3 separate regions of the Mus musculus genome follow, and all the other regions are linked to region 1. A link is a contact called in public HiCAR-type data. All regions are on one chromosome and are shown on one strand. The core of a region is the stretch at or near the end of the contact, and the rest is flanking DNA. Distances in the headings are between cores, read along the strand shown.

The links. HiCAR-type assays count read pairs that join an accessible place to other places.
Region 2: a HiCAR-type map of astrocytes shows a contact between it and region 1, with 2.6 times the contacts expected there. The contact joins the promoter of Osbpl8 here to the promoter of Caps2 in region 1. A contact is called at or near these places in 1 of 39 promoter capture datasets (embryonic stem cells) and 1 of 115 datasets of contacts at active chromatin or transcription factors (astrocytes).
Region 3: a HiCAR-type map of astrocytes shows a contact between it and region 1, with 2.7 times the contacts expected there. The contact joins the promoter of Atxn7l3b here to the promoter of Caps2 in region 1. A contact is called at or near these places in 1 of 39 promoter capture datasets (embryonic stem cells) and 2 of 115 datasets of contacts at active chromatin or transcription factors (astrocytes and bone marrow-derived macrophages).

What each region holds. Positions count from the first base shown.
Region 1 is chr10:112,161,774-112,165,858 of GRCm38.p6, reverse strand. It overlaps Caps2 (calcyphosphine 2), which reads right to left and starts at 2,238. Exons shown (of 18, transcript NM_001310675.1): 1 at 2,171-2,238; 2 at 72-189.
Region 2 is chr10:111,162,617-111,166,701 of GRCm38.p6, reverse strand. It overlaps Osbpl8 (oxysterol binding protein-like 8), which reads right to left and starts at 1,900. Exons shown (of 24, transcript NM_175489.3): 1 at 1,506-1,900.
Region 3 is chr10:112,926,762-112,930,846 of GRCm38.p6, reverse strand. It overlaps Atxn7l3b (ataxin 7-like 3B), which reads left to right and starts at 1,821. Exons shown (of 1, transcript NM_001033474.2): 1 at 1,821-4,085. The coding sequence starts at 2,125. The coding sequence ends at 2,418.

The DNA.
Region 1 (4,085 bases), core at 989-3,488:
ACAGCAGTAAAGAAAGGATGCTGGGAGCAACTGAGGGAATCATTCTGTAAGAGGATAATTCTAAGACTTACATACTTGCAGTGAATTCTTTCTTCCAGAAAATAGCCGAGTCTGGCTTCTTGAGGCAGCCACTCCTTTTACCTCTAAATCCATTCGAATGTTTGTGTTTCCCGTGCAATGTGCTATATTCTAAAAAGATGAAAATAAGTGCAAACATGCTCATTTTTATTATAATTGTAGATAATCCACACACAGTACTTTTCCATAGAAAGAAGCCATTGCATTTAATGGTTGTGGCTAGTAATAAATCATCATTGACCTTATAAACTAAAACCAAGTTTGGGTGGTGCAAATACATCATGCTTTGTGGCAGTCTGCCGAAGGTATGTCCCAAAAGGTCCATATCTTAATCTCGAGGCCCCGTGACTGTGTCTCTTTCATGGCAAAAGGGATATTTCAGGTGGCATTAAGTTAAAAATCTGAGAGGGGAAAACTAATCTGTTGGGCTCACTAGATCCACACAGGTCTAAAGAAGAGGGAGGAGGGGAGGATCCGGGTAAGTCAGAGAAGGTGAGAAGATGGGATCCCAAGTCCAAGAGAAACACGGATGCTACGCAGCTGCCACCAAAGAAGGGAAAGAGAGTAAGCAGTTTCCAGGATGCCCAAGAGAGAAGGATGAATGACACTTCCTCTGGGACCTCCAAAAGGAGCCTTTCCTGCTGGCAGCTTGCTTTCCAGACAAATTGTGTGCACTGACCTCCAGGAGTATAGCATAACACGCTTGTGTTATTTAAAGCCATTCAGTCTATGCTAAGGTTTTTCAGCATAATTGGGAGGCAGATAATAGTCTGCCTGCCTTCCCTGTACCATGAGCAAACTCTTCTTCATATTCAGTTCTCAAGACAGTATGGATTTTTATACTGTCAGGGTAGACTAACTTAACCGGTGGTGGCACATGCCTCTAATACCAGTAGTCTGAAGGCTGAGAGGCAGGCGAATCCCTGATTTACAGAGTGAGTTCCAGGACATCCAAGGCCACACAGAGAAACCCTGTCTCCAAAACAAAAGAGATAAAACAAACAAACAAACAAAAATCCGACCAACAGTATAATTAGTAATTTTGTATAAATCGTAATAATTATGTAATAGTATATATGTATATAAATTCTGCTTGTTAAATGAAGTCTCTATCTGTCCTCAAAATTTTACATGTTTTTATTTTGACTTTTGGAATGTTAAGCGTACACATGAGGTTCTATCTTCAAAGGAAGGAGCACTCTAACTGTTTTTGCCTAGGAGCTTGGAGCTGGCATGAATGTGCTTCCAAGCCAAAGCCTGGTGGCCTTTGCACTATCTATGTGGCTAGCGACTTTTCTGACACTGCGTCTTCCTCCAGACCCTTATTGTAAATTAATTTTTCTCAGTCAGCCTATGGTGCCCACCCTCATGGACTTTACAAAGAGCTTCAGCATACCCAGGTCTGATCAGTATTTAGCTTACTTATTATTTAGCTTAGTATTTATTTAGTATCTCAACATTTTCGTGTGCTTTGTTGGGGGGGGGAAGGCGGTTACTTTAATCAGCACCAGAATAATTTTCACCAAATTGTGTTGATCAGCAAGAGCTGTTGCTAGGAGGTAGTTACTATTGTTGATTAATGTCTTTGGTGCCTTTAACCACTGAGTCACGAAGGCTTCATTCCCTCCTTGTCTCTTAACAGGGACCACTTCCAACTCCAGCTATTCACTCCTGGTAAGTGTATCCCGAGCTTTGAATTTGTTCATGCAAAGTCAGAACACACATGAAAGGAAAGACATCTGATCCAGTTCATAAACAAGGAAGCGATTAATAAATACAGTTCAGTACTTAAATTCGTGAGGGACAGGGACTGAGTCCACCTTGAGTCCGTGGTGACAATCCACCCAAGGTCTGAAACTGAACACAAAGTCGTTCCTAATTCAATTTAAAGCTTACTTTACAGTACCTGGAGTGCTCCCAAAGGAATCTACTAGCTCCTTTTTCCAGGACTCAGGGCCACACTAGGGAGCAAGGCAAGCTGACTTGACCTAATAGTGTTAGCTCCTTACACCCCAAATCGAAAATAGAAGGACTGGAAGCTGTATAAACCATGGTGATTCCTTCCACCAAGAACTTCCTTCTGAAAGCTTACCCTTGGCAAACTCAGGAGCAGGTCCCAGAAAACACAACAGTCTAGACCAGAGTCTCTGGTTGCTAGGCAACTGGAGTTGGTTCCCTAGGCCTCCTGGCCCTCTCCAACTTCCCCAGTAATAAAAGGGACTTTGACTCCACCTCTGGGCCCGAATCTGTACTCTAATCCTTCCACTCCTCTGGCTGCCTCTACAGTCTGGACAAACACCCCTACACTAGCAGACAAACCCACCTGGAGTCCAAAGGCTTTCTTTCTTTTCTTTCTTTCTTTCTTTTTTTTTTTTTTAAAGTGTAGCCTCCCAGACCAAGAGCTCAAATCTGAGGTGTGATAAACCCTGGCCTGGACTACAGTAGGGGACTCATGCACAGCAGGCTTCTCCTGCACCAGGAGACCAGCAAAACCCGGCAAGGATCACAGTGGATCATTCATTTAGTGGAATTCCTTTGAACATTATTTCACAGAGCAACTACCATTATGTCCAGAGTCCAATTTGATATTCGAGGAGAAAACAACCATAAAAATATCCTGTATCCCAGACTATCACCAATTTTCCCACCAAAATCTTACCTATGTTTGCAACATCTTTGGGTCTCAACTACCTGTCCATAAAGGGACAATGTTAGCTTGAGTAGTTGTACAACTCTACGCCAATAACAATAAGTGGTATCTTTCAATGCAATCTCAGATCTGCAAATATTTTGAGGCTTAAGATTCTAAAATTTTAATATCTTTTGAAAAATCAACTTTCTCCAAAACAGGCACATTTTAAACAGTTTCACATTCAAATTTCAAATATATTTTGTGGGTTTTAAAACTGTAAACTCTTTGCAACCCCATAGGAAGAACTACAATATCAACCAACCAGACACCCCCAAAGCTCCCAAGGACTAAACTACCAACCAAGGAGTACACATGGAGGGGTCCATGGCTCCAGTTGCATATGTAGCAGAGGATGGCCTTGTAAGGCATCAGTGAGAGTGGAGGCCCTTGGTCCAGTGGAGGCTTGATGATTCAATGTAGGGGAAAGCTAGGGCCCTGAGGCGAGAGAGGGTAGGTGGGTCAGTGCAGGAGCACCCTCATAGAGGCAGGAGGAGAGGGTAAGGGATAGGAGGTTTGTGGAGGGGAAATTAAGAAGGGGGGTAACATTTGTAATGTAAATAAATAAAATAACCAAATTTTTTAAAAAAAGGAACTCTGGGGTGGGGACACAGCTCAGGTGCCTGGCATGGTTAAGGAAGATGATTTGACCCCTGACAACTTCAAAAAGTTAATATGATGATCAATCCCAGCACTCAGGAGGTTGAGGCAGGAGGCTGCGAAGTCTAAGATGATTCGCAGCTATGTAATAAGTTGAAGGGCAACAGGCTGAGCTACATGAGACCTTGTCACAAAAGAAAGAAAGAAAAAAAAACATAAAACTTATTAGGACCTGCCTGCTTGCTCCTCTCCCGCAATGCTGGGGTTAGAGGTGAGCATATGTATTATACATGGAGTTGATGGGGGTGCTGGGGATTCAAACTCAGGCTGTAGACTCTCACCCCCTGAGCTGCCTGCATCCACTACATTTTCCTTTGAAGTTTATGTTTTACTTTCAACATTTATTTGCATAGTGTTCCCTGCATTCAGAATATGCTGAGCCCATGGAATCTGCTAATACACCAAAGATTAGAAGTAAGGCACAGAAGCCTGTCTATCGCTGCCTCTTATGTCACAGACAGAATCCAAAATGTTTATTAGGCCTTGCAAATAAGAAACAGTTTCCACGGTGGGTGGGTGGGTGAAGAACGTTAAAACACACGCAGTGTAATAATAGCATGCGTGTTTCTTTATTTAGTAAACAAACTTTGACTGGAGGCTTAAAGTGCCTGTTTTAGATTTAGAGAAAAATCTGTAAATAAGGGAGAGTCACCTTTGA
Region 2 (4,085 bases), core at 651-3,150, 1.0 Mb after region 1:
GTTTAATTAAACAGCATTTCTAGGCACCTCTGTGATCTCTGGGGCTCAAACTGTTCACATGGAATTTGACCGCAACAACGTAATCTCCATAATTAAAGAGCTTTAGGAAGGTCTTAAATTTCATCTATCCCCTTTGCTAACACTTTGAACAAGCACACTGCAGTCATTCTTGCTACCAAAAGACAGAGTACATACTTGCTACCCAAAAGAAAGAGCAACATGTTAGAAATTAGTTGGTCTTTTAATAGAGTGCATTTTAAATTGCATGGCCTTTCCCTTCCTTTTATAAAACCTGTTTTTATAAAACCAGCATTTTAATAATCTCACTGCAAAACAGGTTCTAGCAAGCACAGCAACTGATCCCAGTCTCTCGGCATGATCAAATTTAGATGAAACCCCAGGGGAAGAGAGAGCGTAACAAGCAATTTACCTATACCTCAATTGTTCTCTGGAATTCTTCAAGAGGCAAAAACTATTTTAAATGGTTATCTTGAAAGACCTTTAATTGCACTAATTTGGGGCTGCACTAATTTGAGGTTGTTTACAGTGAAATTACTTTGAAGAATTCCCTGCTAACCCAAGGTATTCTAATACTACTGTTACTTAAGTCTTCCAGCAGCAAAAAGGCACAAACTTCATTAAGTTATTGAAAGCAGATATGCTATCGTCAGATAAGTGTTCCCATCTGTTTAGAGACGAACCCAAGTTAACTTATTTCAGACGGCATTTAGTTAAAATGAAATTAGGTTATGTTTCACGACGCAGATGTCGCTCACAAAGAAGTGTTAAATGACTTTAGTGAATGGAAAATCTGCATCTACTGTTGCTTCGCATCAGCCGGTCTTGAGTGGGTTGCTCAATGAAGCAAAAGCATGCTCCATATGAAACTCCCTGGAACCTGATTACACTCTCCACAGCTTAGCCGCAAACAAAACGTAAAAAAAAAAAAAAAAAAAGTGCAACGAAGACACCGCCTTTTCTCCAGTGTGGCAAGAAGGCCAACGGAGCTGAGGTTTAAGGAACACCGCGACAGTCTCTGCAAAGGCGGGTGCGGTCCGCCTGCGAGCGGCACAACCTCTTCAGGGGCTGTCACAGGAAAACCCCAAGCCTTGCCTTAACCGCCCGGGGCGACAAAGCGCCAGGTTTTCACCCCCTGCGCGGGGGGCTTCCGGCGAGCCCCGGCGTCGCCCTGTCAAACTTCGGGAGGGGCAGACACACTCGGGACCCGGAACGCCGCCGAGCCGCCCCCGCCCCCATCCCAGGTCCCCACTGGGCTTTGTACCGCTGCAGACGCACCTACCGCGGGCCCCAAAAAACACGCCACCCCCGCCAGCCCTGCCAATCTCCCTCTCAGAAGGGACAAAGGAGAGGCAGGAGGGGAACTCGCGGCGCGGGGTACCCACGAGTGCCCACAGCCCGAGCTCAGAACGTAGGACTGAGGGACTACAGTCACCCCAAAAGGCACGACTCCGCTGCTCCCCAACACCGGGCTGAGCGCCACTCACCGATGCGGAGCCCCAGAGGAGGCGGCCCGCAGGGAGCAGGCTTCCGTGGGATCACAGGGACGCCGGAGTCCGGGGCCTTAGTGTCCGGTGGGACCCCCCCTCCTCAACTTCTCTCGGCTGCGGTCGCCCGCGGGAACTGAGAGCCAGCCCGGACGGAGAGCACAGGCGAGCCGCGGCGGGGGCTCGGCCCGGAGCGGCGAGCGAACTCGGGCTCCTCCGCCCGCGGGCCAGGGCGGAACCTCTTCCTTCTCTACCGCTACCGCTCTCGGCGGTGGCCGAGTCGAACGCCGCTGCCGCCCCGGCTGCCGCTGCCGCTGCCGCTGCCGCTACCACCGCCGCCCAGCTGGGAGCGCGTCGCAGCAGAATGCTGTCATCCGCCCTGACACCGCCTTTCTGGGCGCCGCGAGCCGCCACCAGCCTTCACATCCCAAGGCCCGCCCCTCTCGCAGCCCCGCCCCCAGCCCGGGCCTGGGCCACGCCCCCTTCCCGTCACGTGACGCCGCAAGGAGGCGGTCCCCGGGTAGCTTCTGCTGGGCGGGCGCGCAGAGGCAGCTGCTGGCAGCTCGTGGTGATGGCGAGCTGTCATGTCACCTCCCCTCCGCTCCCCTCCCCGCCCTCGAGGTTCCCTCTCAGGAAGCCCTGGGGTGGAGGGCCGGCTACCCGCAGGTCTCTGAAGTGCTCGCTGGGCAGGACCCGCCTCCCGACCTCTGGCCGGGCCCACAGAGGAGGCTGCCAGGAGAAATTGGGGCTTGAGAAGCAGCCAGGAGTCCCTGCTGCCTAAGTTCCAATGACACGTTCACTGTGGTGTCTCATTAGCTGTTGGCCTCACAGGAGGTTTGAGATGTAGACTTCAGTCACGCTGGGATGAAAATAGCCTAGCAGGCTTTCTTGTTATTGTTCCTAGTCATGTTCAGAATCCTGGGTGCCAGCTTTTACAGTCATGAAGTTTTACAGTGAGGTTGGTGACGGTTTTAGCGACGTGGCAAGTTGATAGTACCTCTCAATTTGAACAGAAAGCCTAATTTAACTCTTCGGATTTTGTTGTTGTTGTTGTTGTTTTGTACCTCAACTCTTGGCTTTTTTTGTTTTTTGTTTTTTTAACCATGACCCCAGAAATCCCTCCCCATCCTGTGGAGAGGAAAGGGGCAGAACTCATCACTGGAAGAAAGCCAGTTACAATACAGAAGAAGAGAAAAGCGACCTAACAGTGCAGAAGGAGGAATGAGCTGCCTCTAACAAGGCCATTCTCTACGATAAAAATTCAATTCCTTATTCCTTTATCCTTCTACTCTGGAACCAAGAATTTTTTTTTTAACTTTACACAATTTCCATTACATTTCTTGACAGGAAATCAGATGACATTCTGATCGTTTGGATACTTAAGTAGGCCATAGGATTCTGCCTGTTACTGATGTATTTCATAGCAGCTCTAAAAAATTTGCAGACGTGGCCATTTTGTTGCCCAAAGAAAGAGCAATTTACTGCTCAGTTAAATAATGCCAGGCCGCTGATCTTTAAAACACATCTTGATGCAGCTATGTTAACATTTGAAAAACAATTAGATTTTGTCATGAAGGACTGTTCCAATGAGGGAAAGATTCTGCCACATTCTTCTGTTAAGAAACCTAAGAAATTATATTTGTATTTTACATAAACATAAGGGAAGTTTATTGTTTTCTTGTTTTGTTTGTTTTTCTTGCTTGATTGTTTTGTTTTGTTTTGTTTTTCAAAGAGACAGGGTTTCTCTGTGTAACCCTAGATGTCCTGGAACTCCTTCTGTAGGCTATGCTGGTCTCAAACTCACAGAGAGCTGCCTGGCTCTCTCCTTTCTGAGTGCTGAGGCAGTGCAAGGCAGGAAACATTGTTATGTGATGGCGGTAACGTTCCAGTTTATCAGCAGATTGAAATGTCACTTATCTGAAGCAATGCTGTTTTTTTCAGACTAACAAAAGCCAATGTCATTTTTTAATGAATTGGGTTTTAATGAGATATAATCTAAAAGATAAGAATGCATAATATCTAAACCAAGCAATAATCAGTTCGTGGGAGGCTGGAGAGATGAGGCAGTCAAGAGTACCTGTTCTTGCAGGTCCTGGTTTCTATTCCCAGCACCCATGTGCTGGCTGGTGGGTCCAGGAAATCCCACCTCTTCTGACCCCCTCAGGCACAGGGCATGCACATGCAAGCAAAACACCCGTACACATAAAATAAATCTTTTTTAAAAGTTACCTTGTGAGTAGCTGGCCATAACAGCCCATCTCTGTAGAGTTTAAGACCAGACTGTTCTTTCTACATAGCAAGTTCAGGACTACATAGACTCCTAGAGAGACCCTGTATTTAAAAACAAATAATCAGGGTAAAAGTATGTCCCTTGTTGTTATTTAAATTGTATTTCTTACTGTGACCTGCAGTTAAATATATTTAAACAATTTTCCTAGAATATTAGATAACAAGAAAAATATACCTTCTTGGCTGTTTGGCTGTTTCCTTTGCTTTCACCCTGAGAATTGAAATTGAAGATTGCAACAAAGGAGGCGGCAAATTGCTTTGCCTAATTCCCTTCTGCCTCAGCCCCAATTT
Region 3 (4,085 bases), core at 572-3,071, 770 kb before region 1:
TCAAATTAAGGGAACAAAGATTTTTCAATGACCTGGCATGAACAAATTATACATCGATAATGACAAAGGACAGTTGTCTGTTAATAAGAACTTTTGTTTGGCAATAAATGTGTTAGCACCAGCAAATGTCAAAGCATGCTAGACATGAAGCTAGACAGTCAGACCCAAACCAAGACCTGCAGAAAAAAGTCTAAACTTCACAAATGTCTCTGAATTTGTACTAGACCTGGAAAGTAGAGTTTTACACTTAGTTTGAAGAGGAAAGAGTTTAAAGCAAAGATGCTTGAAGTCCTAACTATATTTTCTTTATCTAACTAGGCAGTCTGTACCACTGTATACATCATGCAAGCACCATGTGAAAATTCTTATACGTATTGCTATGTGTCTCACTACAAAACTATGTGATGACACCTATTCCTGAAATGTCAAGAAAACAGATCCCAATACAAGATTCGCATAGGCATCTACTGTAGGAGGCAGTCTGATTCAGTAACATGTACTCTTAAACATTACATGGTTTATTGTATGTCCAGATCCCACAATGTGTCAATACGTTAATTTTTTGAATCTAGAACATCTAGATTATACAAAAGTCCAATTTTTTTAAAGTTCTGTCTTTTTTTAAATTAAAAAAAAAGAACTCTGGGCAGAAAAAAATTAAGTAGCATAAGCTAAATGATTTGTATCTGCCAATTTGTGAGATCTAAATTAATTAAATAGACAACTAGAAAATACAGTTGTTTACAAATAGTTTGCACTCTAAATCAATCAGTGTAAGGTAATTCTGTACTGAGGAAAATATGATCATCTTATGCTTTTCTCTAATCTGGAAATCTTGCATAAGAAAGCTATAAAGGAGGATTTGAGTTTTTCCTTAGCCACAGTTCTTTCTGATAAATTGCAAAAGTAGAGCAGTTGCAGAGGAGGATCAAATAATGAACAAGAAAGAAAAAAGTAAAGAAAGAATACAGTGATTTCCTTATGTTTGAATTCACAACTAATCTTTTTAGGAATAGCTAGCTAGCATCTTCTGATCCATTGTGGTTAGTAGTGTGTTTTATCAGTGACAGAATAAGGACTTGCTTGAGTCAAATGAGAAAAGTTGTTAGGAGCTGGCTGCAGAGGATTTGGTGGGACGGTTCCAGTTCTCACAGTGAAAGCAGTGTAACTTTAGGAAAGTCTTCCCCCTCCTCTTTGCCTCCCCCAAACTAAGCGCACATCATTTTTATCTTGTAGCACATTTGGAGACGTATATAATCATTTCTTTACAGTCACGCTGACTTAATGGTCTTATAAGTGAGATAAATGCCTTAGGTTTATTTGATCAATATATTTGAATTATGCCTTTAGTGTCAGGATTCTAGTTGTTTTCATTCAAAGAAAGCCTCAAAGATAAACTATAGGGCAATTTGTTTCCTTGCATCATCTAGTGGATTTAAATGACAACTGCGGCAGTACTGTAAATTACTGCAAGCCAATCCTGTACGTCAAATTTTCAGTCGTATGTGGATAAACATGCCTGAAATCATTATTCGATTGATTACACAACTGGACAAGTAATTATTATTCCTCCTTTTACGTAAGAAATCATTGAAACACAGGTGAACGCATTAGTGAACGTTTAAAGCCCTAAACAAAATACCATAGCATCGTCGATAACATTTTATGAACCGGGAGAGAGAAAAAGACACAGGCAGGAATGCCAGTTGTCGCCACTGGCTCGCACAGACCAACAGTGCTCCCAGGCCAGCGAACTGCGCCAGAGCCCGAGCCCAAGCCCAGCCTCCGCGCGGAGCCAGTGCGCAGGCGCAGCACCGGGCGGAAGTGGGGGGGCGGGCCCAGACTGTCAGCGAGAGGAAGAGGCCCGAACGGCTGGGTGAGGCGCCGAGACGGTTTTCGCGGCGAGCCGGGCTCGGGTGCAGCTCAGAATCCCGAACTTGGGTGATCGTCGCAGCCGAGCGAGCGTTGGGGCTCCGGAGCGGCGGTTGCTGTCGCCGCGGACGCCGCCGTCGTCGCCGTTGCCGTCCCGGAGGACGAGGCCCGGAGAGGCCTTGCAGGCCTAGCGGAGCCCGAGTGTGCCGTGAGTAAAGCCAGCGCCCTCCGCACGGTCGCTTGCCGGTTAAGATGGAGGAGATTTCGTTGGCCAACCTGGATACTAACAAGCTGGAGGCCATCGCCCAGGAGATCTATGTAGACCTGATAGAGGATTCCTGCCTGGGCTTCTGCTTTGAGGTGCACCGGGCGGTCAAGTGTGGCTACTTCTACCTGGAGTTTGCAGACACTGGGAGCGTGAAGGATTTCGGCATCCAGCCAGTGGAGGACAAAGGCGCGTGCCGCCTCCCGCTCTGCTCCCTTCCTGGGGATCCCGGGGACGGGCCCCAGACGGAGCTGCAGCGTTCACCTCCGGAATTCCAGTAGTCACCACCTGAGAGAGGGCGACACAGTGACCAGGACAATAATAGAGACTGGTCCCCGTGGCTTTGGAGGAATAAGCTAAGTTGGAGAGAAAAAAAATTAAATCAACAAATAAAGGAAAAGCAAACAAAAGTCCCATTTACCCCCCTTCAAGATCTTAGCATTAAAATACAAAAAAAAAAAAAACCGAGAAGGCGTAAAACGAACAAAACACCCAAAGAGGAGAATTTAGGAATCCCGGTCCATTTGAAAGGGTCTCCCATGCCAGCTCTGAAATCCTGGGCAGAAGAAGGTCCAGAGGCGTCGTGCTGTATTTTGAGCTGTATAAAATACATGTGGATGTGCAAGGACCCTGAACTGTCCTCGGTACACAGGTGAGCAGCTGTGTACCCAGCCTATACAATTCTATTTGTTTCTCAGATTCTGCATCTGCCTGATGTCATGGGCCTCCTTCGAAGTTTTAGATGGTGTTGATGGTCAGGCCCTGATCAGTCAGCTTCGGTGGACTGCTCCTCTGATTTCTAAGCCTCCAATTGGGCCTCTTTGATACAAATAGAAGTCAGGTATGTGACTTAAATACTAAAAATATTAATATTCCCGTTTGAATTCGATGGGAAGCCCTTGTGCCCTTGTCTTCAAGAAGTTCCAAATCACCTGTTTTCCAAAGGTCCAGCATTTTGTGGGGACAAGGCCTTGCCTTTGGCTCATCAGAAGACCTGTCTTTCCATCCTACTGAGTGGCAAAGGTTTGGCAAAGGACAAGGTGGTTTTCAAACAGCTGAAGATTTTCTTTTGATGCTATGAGGATGAAGTGTACCTCCGCGACTGCACATCATGTCCAACTGGAAGACTCATGTCTTGAATTACATACTGCGGACATAAGTTTGGTGGGACGGTTTTTTCCTACTTTTGAGTTACTGGTGATGTAACCAGCCCATGGGTCTGACTTGATCATTATGACAGGTCGCTGCCCTCCAGTGGTACCACTGACCTACAGAAGGACATCATGGCAGAGCAGGAGGCTGTTTAAAAATTGAGCCAGGAGGGAACTTTTTTCCATCTGCCTTCAATAATGTGAATGAGTTTAATGCTAAGAGCCCTGAAACAGGCCTGGTTTACCTGGTATGGTTGCAGAATTCCTTCATCAACTGGGCAGTCAGACCTCTGCTGTGCTGATTGAGACTGTCTCCACCTTCTCTGCCCTCACAAACAGCAGTTCATCACTTGGTCCTCAGAACCTCCTTCCAGCAGGGGCTGTATATTTCTTGATGGAAAGTTGGAGGCAGGGTTAGAAGTAAAGGGGAAGTGAGTGGCATATCAAAACTGGTCTGTTTCAGTCCCTAAAATGGGGGGTTATGGAGGGTGGGAGTCCTGAGGTGAGCAGAAAAGAAAGGTGCTGCTTTATTTGAAATGTTTTCTTACCTCATTCTGTGCCCCAGTAAAGGGTCCAGCCTCATCTGTCTGGCTTGGCCATGTTCCTGTCACTGCTCCACTGCCTCTCTGGTGCAGCTCATGATTCCAGGTGCTGCTTGCCACACTAGGTTTTCTCTCGACCAATTTCAGCTCATCTTCCAGTGCTGCTCCTCCGAAGCCTACACAAGTTTCCTTTTTCCTTTTGTTGTCGTTTTCGTTTTCTAACTTTAAATTTTTATGTTGTTTTGTTTTACCTGT